Linked DNA regions of Macaca fascicularis: region 2 is linked to region 1. A link is a contact called in public Hi-C data. All regions are on one chromosome and are shown on one strand. The core of a region is the stretch at or near the end of the contact, and the rest is flanking DNA. Distances in the headings are between cores, read along the strand shown.

Evidence for each region. A called contact is a pair of places that touch in the nucleus more often than the background predicts.
Region 2: a Hi-C map of liver shows a contact between it and region 1, with 3 times the contacts expected there. The contact joins two enhancer-like sites. A contact is called at or near these places in 2 of 2 Hi-C or Micro-C datasets (liver and skeletal muscle).

Annotation. Positions count from the first base shown.
Region 1 is chr10:109,648,696-109,653,294 of T2T-MFA8v1.1, reverse strand. It overlaps ZNF217 (zinc finger protein 217), which reads left to right. Exons shown (of 5, transcript XM_005569374.4): 3 at 1,934-2,050; 4 at 3,376-4,599. Among named protein-coding and RNA genes, the nearest start is that of ZNF217, 32 kb to the left of the region's middle. Within about 2 kb of position 1,449, at least 1 of the 6 cell types and tissues checked has an H3K27ac peak or open chromatin away from gene starts, as enhancers often do. A contact at or near this core is called in liver, where this site is marked.
Region 2 is chr10:110,003,193-110,008,020 of T2T-MFA8v1.1, reverse strand. No RefSeq gene overlaps it. Among named protein-coding and RNA genes, the nearest start is that of BCAS1, 130 kb to the left of the region's middle. Within about 2 kb of position 3,295, at least 2 of the 6 cell types and tissues checked have an H3K27ac peak or open chromatin away from gene starts, as enhancers often do. A contact at or near this core is called in liver, where this site is marked.

The DNA of each region.
Region 1 (4,599 bases), core at 200-2,699:
CATGAATTGGTCTTGGGGAAGCCTTTATTAAAGTGGTCCTCGGTTCAAACAAGTTCCTCCTCCTCTCAGTGTAACTTGGCTGTGTGTGTGAATTCTTTGGAGAACTGTGTATATGAGACCCACGGTGAATTTGCCCACACAGTTGATCAGACTCGTCCTTCACCTGCTCTTCAGGCAGTGCCAGTTCCTTTTCTGATCATGTGATTGACATGAGAACTGTAGTCTGTATATCACATCTTTAGAATGTTTTTGAGTTTCCTGGGACACAGGAAACCTAGCACTTAGCATACTACAAATCTGATGTCTTACTGGCATCATAAAAAGAGGCTTTAAACACAGACTCCAGTTAGCGAAGTGGTTTCTGCTAGTGCCGGTACTGTTGAAGGGGCCTTGTGAGATGCCCCAGTGCCCTGAAAGAAATGAAAAGACTGGTTACTGGTGGGTGGTGTGGAAAACATGGGCTAGATCATCAGGCAGGACCGAATGCCTGGCTGTGGGTGGAAGCACCACAGCTTGGCACTGAGTTCTCGTTCTACCACTGCATTGTTTTGTGACTAATTATGAGTTGCTTAACCTTTCTTTGCCACTGTTTCCCTGTTTGCAAAATGGTTCATTGACCCTTGTCTTCCACCTCCCAAGGACAATTTGAACAGCCTATTTGTAAAAAGATCACAGTCCTTTAAAAAATATAACTGTAAAGTCAGAGGTGATGCTTGAAAGAGCAGGAATCAGGTAGATGTGGAAATGTCACGTCCTTTGTTCTAAAGAAAAGGCATTTCATAGCTTTTTGGATATGACGCAACATACCATAAATCCTGACACATAGTTGGGAGTCGGAAATTGCAAGAACACCCAGTTATAAACCCAGCTAGTTTGGGTATGCTTGTAAGAAAAAAAAGCTGGCCATTCTGTTTTTGGGGAATTGATTTTCCTAAACTTATATTATCTTAGTAGTCTAGATTTATCATATTGTACTATCAACCTGGCTTTTTTTAAGATTTAAGAAGATCAGGTAAATTTTTTTAAGTCTTTCTTTAGACTATAGATCAAGGGTGTGTCTGTCTTACAGGTGGATAGTCATATGATCTACAGTAAGGGGACATTTATTTAAAAGTTAAACATTCATGTGTGTTGGGGGTGGTATTTTAACGGCGGCACCTCTCAGTCTTTTGGAGGGCCGGTGTGTGTCTGAAGTTCTGTCCTCCTTCGAGTGGACTTCACTGATGCACGTGAGACACATTGTCCTATTGTCCTGCAAAGACTGAAGCCAAACACTGTGTCATTTAGGCACAGGTTTTCATTCGTCAGATCTGTTTCGCCCACATGAGTGTTTGTGGACAATACAGCCTGCTTTCCAAAACTTTGCTAAATTTTGACAAACTTTCCTAGGTGCTTGCCCGATGCCAAACTTTCTTTTCTGTTGAAGATTAAGTTGTGCTTGCTGCCCTCTAGTGGTCACTTGTTTAATCTTACCCTTAAACGGCTTATTTTTCCCATGGTGGTTGGTGGTTTGTAATTGGCTCATTTTTCTCAATGATTCTGAAGAAGATCATTTTTCCCCCCAGTATGTGTGTCCACCTTCAGTTTGCCAGATCCTGCCTGCTCACAGAGATACTGAGAACCGGAAGCTGTCCGGGCAGTTCGGTCTATTAAATGATCTTTTTTGTGATTAAGGCAAACAAAGAACTGAATCTTTAATAGTGTACTCTGCTGTACCCAGAAAAAAAAAAACAAAACCACGTTACAACACTCTGAAACTTCAGACAACCTCAAAACAGCATTTGGTGTGTGTCTAGCCTTTTCTAACCCGATATTATATTAAAGAATTTTTTCGTGCTTTCCAAAAATGTTTGTCAAGAACATTTAAGTCAGCATGCCTTATTCCCGTACTTCAGCTACCTTTTTATATAAATGTTTCTGTTTTTCCTTTAAGATAAAAATGATGATGGAGGAAAAATAAAGCATCTTACATCTTCAAGAGAGTGTAGTTATTGTGGAAAGTTTTTCCGTTCAAATTATTACCTCAATATTCATCTCAGAACGCATACAGGTAAAGAACTTTTATATTTTTAACCATGCTTTAGTTAAAAATGATGTAGTTATCTCTCTGATTTTTTGGTGGTGGTGTTCAGATACTCTGCCAGATCCTTGGACTAGCTTAAGGATAAATATGTAGCGTGTTGATTACAGCGGTTATTACTATTTTTTTAGTGCCATTGTAATTTGAGCCTGATGCAATCAGTCAAGTTTTTTGTCTTTTGAGATGGAGTCTTGCTCTGTCACCTAGGCTGGAGTGCAGTGGTGCAATCTCGGCTCACTGCAGCCTCCGCCTCCCTGGTTCAAGCAATACTTCTGCCTCAGTCTCCCCAGTAGCTGGGATTACAGGCGCCTGGCACCACACCCGGCTAATTTCTGTATTTTTAGTAGAGATGGGGTTTCACCATGCTGGCCAGGCTGGTTTCGAACTCCTGACCTCAAGTGATCCACCCACTGGGATTACAGGCGTGAGCCACCGTGCCTGGACAAAGTTCATTTGTTTAGTTTATGACTGCTATATCCTGACTCTCATCTTATTAAAACTACAATATTTTAAAATGCTGCATCTTACGTCTTTATGATTGAGAATGAAATGAGAATCTATTTAGTAGTCTTGAGATTGTGAAAGGAGCTGTGACATCATGGTGTAGGAGGCTGCGTAGATTTGAAATTTCATCTCTTCCACTTACTATCTGTGCACCCTTGGGCAAGTTATTTAACCTTTTTGTGCTTTTAGTTTTCTTCACTGTAAAAGTGGAATAATACCTATTTCCCTAGGGCTGTTAGGAAGATTAAATGAGTTAGAAGTGTTGCTGTTAATTTTTCTACTGAAGATAGGTATTCACAATTTCACATATTCATTACAGTAAGGGTGATAAAGAACTGATGAGAAATACTAGGTGAGGCCGGGCGCGGTGGCTCAAGCCTGTAATCCCAGCACTTTGGGAGGCCGAGACGGGTGGATCACGAGGTCAGGAGATCGAGACTATCCTGGCTAACACGGTGAAACCCCGTCTCTACTAAAAAATACAAAAAACTAGCCGGGCGAGGTGGCGGGCGCCTGTAGTCCCAGCTACTCGGGAGGCTGAGGCAGGAGAATGGCGTGAACCCGGGAGGCGGAGCTTGCAGTGAGCTGAGATCCGGCCACTGCACTCCAGCCTGGGCGACAGAGCGAGACTCCGTCTCAAAAAAAAAAAAAAAAAAAAAAAAAAATACTAGGTGATAGCAGATAGAGAAAGCAAATGCAGGAAAGAAGCCTGTTTTCTCAGTAAATAGCCCTTTGCTCTATTTCAGTGCTTTTCATACACTTCTCTAATAAAGTGCCGTTTCTTGCCTTAGGTGAAAAACCATACAAATGTGAATTTTGTGACTATGCTGCAGCCCAGAAGACGTCCCTGAGGTATCACTTGGAGAGACACCACAAGGAGAAACAAGCCGACGCTGCTGCTGAAGCCAAGAGCGATGGTAAAAATCAGGACACTGAAGATGCACTATTCACCGCGGACAGTGCGCAAACCAAAAATTTGAAAAGATTTTTTGATGGTGCCAAAGATGTTACAGGCAGTCCACCTGCAAAGCAGCTGAAGGAGATGCCTTCTGTTTTTCAGAATGTTCTGGGCAGCGCTGTCCTCTCACCAGCACACAAAGATACTCAGGATTTCCATAAAAATGCAGCTGATGACAGTGCTGATAAAGTGAATAAAATCCCTACCCCTGCTTACCTGGACCTGTTAAAAAAGAGATCAGCAGTTGAAACTCAGGCAAATAACCTCATCTGTAGAACCAAGGCGGATGTTACTCCTCCTCCGGACGGCAGTACCACCCATAACCTTGAAGTTAACCCCAAAGAGAAGCAAACGGAGACTGCAGCTGACTGCAGATACAGGCCTAGTGTGGATTGTCACGAAAAACCTTTAAATTTATCCCTGGGGGCTCTTCACAATTGCCCGGCAATTTCTTTGGGCAAAAGTTTAATTCCAAGTATCACCTGTCCATTTTGTACCTTCAAGACATTTTATCCAGAAGTTTTAATGATGCACCAGAGACTGGAGCATAAATACAATCCTGACGTTCATAAAAACTGTCGAAACAAGTCCTCACTTAGAAGTCGACGCACCGGGTGCCCGCCGGCGTTGCTGGGAAAAGATGTGCCTCCCCTGTCTACTTTCTGTAAACCCAAGCCGAAGTCTGCCTTCCCAGCGCAGTCCAAATCCCTGCCGTCTGCGAAGGGGAAGCAGAGCCCTCCTGGGCCAGGCAAGGCCCCTCTGACTTCAGGGATAGACTCTAGCACTTTAGCCCCAAGTAACCTGAAGTCCCACAGACCACAGCAGAATGTGGGGGTCCAAGGGGCCGCCACCAGACAACAGCAATCTGAGATGTTTCCTAAAACCAGTGTTTCCCCTGCACCGGATAAGACAAAAAGACCTGAGACAAAATTGAAACCTCTCCCAGTAGCTCCCTCTCAGCCCACCCTCGGCAGCAGTAACATCAATGGTTCCATCGACTACCCTCCCAAGAATGACAGCCCGTGGGCCCCTCCGGGAAGAGACTATTTCTGTAATC
Region 2 (4,828 bases), core at 2,046-4,545, 350 kb before region 1:
GTAAAGAGTCCATAGTAACGAGTTTAAATTGTCTCTGGAGGGCAATGGGGAGCCATGGAAGATATTTGAGCTGGAGGGTGACATAGTCAGATTTGTATTTTGGCTGCAGGTAGGATCTAATACAAAAGCAATTCAACTAATATTCACTGAGTGACCTGAGCTATCTGGGAGATATTTATTATAATGTGTTAAACTTCTTTGAAGATTGTAAGAAAGAGATAAAACCTCTAAATGGTTTTGACCCTTAAAAGGACACGTAAATGGTTATTTCTAAGTGTCATAAACATGGACTTGGGATTTGACCTCATCATTCACCCAGATGATTCACACCCATGATCCCAGGCCATGAGGTCTTGAGCAGATTACTTCTTCTCAGAGCCTTGGTTTGTTCCTCTGTGGAATGGGAATGCTAACAGCACTTATCTCAGAAAGTTGTGAGAATAAAAGAGACCATGCATTTAGAGCGTGTAGGCACCGTGTCTGGAAGGTCATGAGTGCTCACTTAGCTTATTGATGAGGATGCAGATGACCTCGGCCTGCAATAGAACAGATGTGTTCTCTTTCACGGACCGAAGGCCACCCAGCCTTTGGGACATGCTTAAACTTTGCCCCAGTTTCTCCTCATCCTCATAAGCAGTTGACTGGCTGGCTTATCTAGACAAAAGAAAGGAGGGAGGAGAGAAAGCAAAGAAAATGTTCATTCTCCCTGCTGTTCACCCCATTCTGAAGTAAGGCAGAATTTCTGGAGAGGGGGCTCGGGTCCAACCTTGGCTGTCCTTGGTCGTATGGTTGCATCTACTTATAATGGTGGCCAAGTCACCATGGCAGTAGGTGATGTGGCTGCCCTGCCCCATCATCTTCAGCCACCCAAGTTTACCTGCAGCACTGACAGCTTCCCACCCCAAAACTCCTCGTTCTTTGCTTTTCCTCTTGGTGGCTTTCTCCAGGGGCTGTAGGAGCTTGTTTAGCCCACCTGCATGGCATTTTGAAAATACCTGAAATTTTATGCCCTGAAGGACAACTCTCAATCAATGAAAGATGGGAGAGGGCAGGTAAATATCTCAGCTGCCCCATCTCTCAGTGGGACAATGTTGAGGGGTCGTCTTCATGTTCTCTCAAGGGTCCTCAGCAAGACCAAGCCACTCGTCACCCACAGCAGTAACATACTCATGAGCACGCGCCCCTCCCCCCCACCATTTGTGCTTCCTGGGATCACTTCCCAAATAAACTACTTGCACCCAAGTTTTTGTCTTAGGGTCTGTGTCTTACGTTAAAAACTTCTGGCCGGGCGCGGTGGCTCAAGCCTGTAATCCCAGCACTTTGGGAGGCCGAGAGGGGCGGATCACAAGGTCAGGAGATGGAGACCATCCTGGCTAACACGGTGAAACCCCGTCTCTACTGAAAAAAAATACAAAACACTAGCCGGGCGAGGTGGCGGGCGCCTGTAGTCCCAGCTACTGCGGAGGCTGAGGCAGGAGAATGGCGTAAACCCGGGAGGCGGAGCTTGCAGTGAGCTGAGATCCGGCCACTGCACTCCAGCCTGGGCGACAGAGCCAGACTCAGTCTCAAAAAAAAAAAAAAAAAAAAAAAGGATCACCTGAAGTCAGGAGTTCTAGACCAGCCTGGCCAACATGGTAAAACCCTATCTCTACTAAAAATACAAAAGTTAGCTGGGCGTGGCCGGGCGCGGTGGCTCATGCCTGTAATCCCAGCACTTCGGGAGGCCCAGGTGGACAGATCACCTGAGGTCAGGAGTTTGAGACCAGCCTGACCAACATGGAGAAACCCCATCTCTACTAAAAATACAAAATTAGGCGGACGTGGTAGCACATGCCTGTAATCCCAGCTACTAGGGAGGCTGCGGCAGGAGAATCGCTTGAACCGGGGAGGGGAGGTTGCGGTGAGCCGAGATGGCACCATTGCACTCCAGCCTGGGCAACAAGAGCGAAACTCCGTCTCAAAAAAAAAAAAAAAAATTAGCCAGGCGTGGTGGCAGGCGCCTGTAATCTCAGCTACTTGGAGGGCTGAGGCAGGAGAATTGCTTGAACCTGGGAGGCAGAGGTTGCAGTGAGCCGAGACTGCGCTATCACACTACAGCCTGGGGGACAAGAGCGAGACTTCGTTTCAAAAACAAAAAAAAAAATCTGTGTCTTAGGGTTTTCTCGGGAACATCTATCCCATGACAAGGAGCTGAATAGAAGGACATTAATATGGGCGCTAGTTTTAAAGGTGCTGGAAGAGTTGAAAAGACAAGCATATTGAAAAGACACCCAGAGATTAGACATAGAAATAGGCTACAAACAGAACTGCCTCTAGAGACAGATAGCCAAAGGGAAGAGGTGATGCACTGGAGCCAGGGAACCCGGGCACCCTGTGGGAAGTAGAACCCCATGTGGATGGGGGTGAGGCTGCTTGAGGGTAGCTGGAACCAGATGGAAGCTTCTGCAAGCAGTACCTTTATTGTTGTTTGGAGGGAGGAGGCAGGAAAAATATGTGTCAGTGCTGCGCATTGGCTGAACCTAACCAGAAGCCAGTTGGTAAAGGAACCTGGGAAATGCAGTTTGAAGAGAAACTTGGAAAAATGATCTAAGAGTAAACAGACAAATACCTAGCACAGTTGGTGGCTTTAAGAGGAGGAAAAAGGGAAGGGAAGGAAAGGGGAGGGGAGGGGGAAGGGGCAACCTTGATTCGGGTCCCACCCCCTTCCCTGGCTCTAAATAAATGAACATGTATGCTACGGTCATGCTGACATCTTTGTCTCCTCTTTATCTTCAGAAGAGAGCAGTAGCTATGAACACAGGCTCTGGGTCCAAACGGCCTTGGTTGGAATCCCAGTGATGCTACTTGCTAGCCACATTGCTTTGAGCAAGTTCCTTAATTTTTTCGAGCTTCACTTTCACATCCAAAAAGTGGAGACACTAGCAGAATCCACCTCACTGAGTTGCTGTGGGCATTTAATGATGTATTCCATGCAAAGCACAACATTAGTGTCTAATAAATGTTCATGCTCATGGAGACATACTGTTCTTTGAGTTATCAATCAGCTTTTTCAAGTTCCTGCTAAAACTTCCTTCTCCTCTTTATCACTCACACCTCCAACTTCAATGTCAAGAATCTACCCCTTGTCTCTACTTCACTGTCTTTAAAAAAATAAATCAATCAATCTTTCTATTTTCATAGAGGTTCTGTGAGAACTGAGGAGAAACAGCCTTTCTCCTCCCCTCTGGGCTCGTAACACTCTCTCCGCATCGCCTGCCCCCTCCCTATCTTTGCTGGCCAGTTGTTCACAAGTAGCTTAACAGTTTTGAGAATACAAAAACAGGAAACTATGCCCCAGCCCTAAGACTAAAAAACTCATGTGCAAATCCTTCAGCGGACAGATTTCTTCAGCTTTCAAAAACTAAGGCCTTGAAAAATCAGGTCCCATGGCCAAGATCTCTGGATTTGCTTAATCATTTCCTTTGCAAATTTATAACCTCTTTAACCATGAAGAGAGATGGTGAGAAAGGGGGAGGCGGGAGTTGAAAATGTTTTAAGTCAACCACAAGACAGGACAGGAAACTCTGGGTGGGGGGGCGGGGGTTGCATTTCTCTTTAATCCCTCTGTGGCAGAGAGGCCTAAGATAGCAGCTCTGGAAAACTGTTTATTGTCCCAGAAATGACCGTTCTGGGATATTGTTTTGCTGTTGATATTGACCCAGAGAAAAATGTGGCAGCCTTCTTCATTCAGTGGCTTACTAGAGAATAGAAGAGCAGGGAGGGCTCTGAGACACCCCGGTCTGACCCTCTGCTTGACTCATGCAACAGACATTTATTGAGTGGCTGCCCTGCCCTCCAATGGATAGATAGGACTGAGACGGCCTCCCAAAGAGGTACAATTAACTTCCTTGCTTTTTCAATGCCATTTGAAAAGTTAAAGAATCTACTGGGGGCTGTCTACTAGAAGAATCTAAAATAGGTGATCCAAAGCTGTTTTATTATTAAAATTCCTGAAAGACAAAAAGACGTTTTTTGGTTTTTTGTTTTTTTGTGGTTCTTAGCCCTTCCTTCTCGCTTTCTGAGTTTTTCTTGGCTAATCAGAGTCATGTCCTTTTTTTAACCTTTAAGGTAAGTTCCCGTCTTTAGCAGTGGTTTTTATTTGAAGCCAGGGCCCAACCCACTTATGTTGATCCAGCGAATGAAATGGAATGGAACAGAATGGAATAGAAAAGAACACAGTAGAAATCTCATGGTGCATCACGGGTAATATGGGCAACATTTATTAGTGGAAGATTTGTTTTGATTGCTAATGTATGTGTATAGATTCAAAATGTATTTCTTGTTATGATTTGTCATAAGAAAAGTGTAAAAGCCTCTGATCTTTAATATAGTTCGGCGGCTAAAAGTGTGGGATCTAGAGTCTACTAGCATGAGTTTGAATGTCAGCCTGTCCCTCTGACTGGCTGTTTGATGGACAGGCTGATTATCCTCTCTGGACTCACTTACTTAAGGGAAATACAACACAATAGAGACATAAAATGAATATTGGATATCACAGTGTCTGAATTTCTGGGGTCATTTATCTTCAGAAAATGCCATCCTGCCCCCTGTGTCTTTCCTTTGGCCCAGCATTCTGCCGATTGTCTAGGGTCTACTCACCTTAGGTGAAGCTACTTCCTCTAGCTTAACCTCTCTCGATTTGATCTCCCTTCATTCCCTCTACCTCTACCTGCTGTCTCTAACATCATCTGTGGAAAACCAAAGCCATTTAATATGTAAAATTTATCTTGGGAAAATGGCTACATAATTGCAGACTGTCTTACCTACTAAGTACAAATATAAAAGCTAG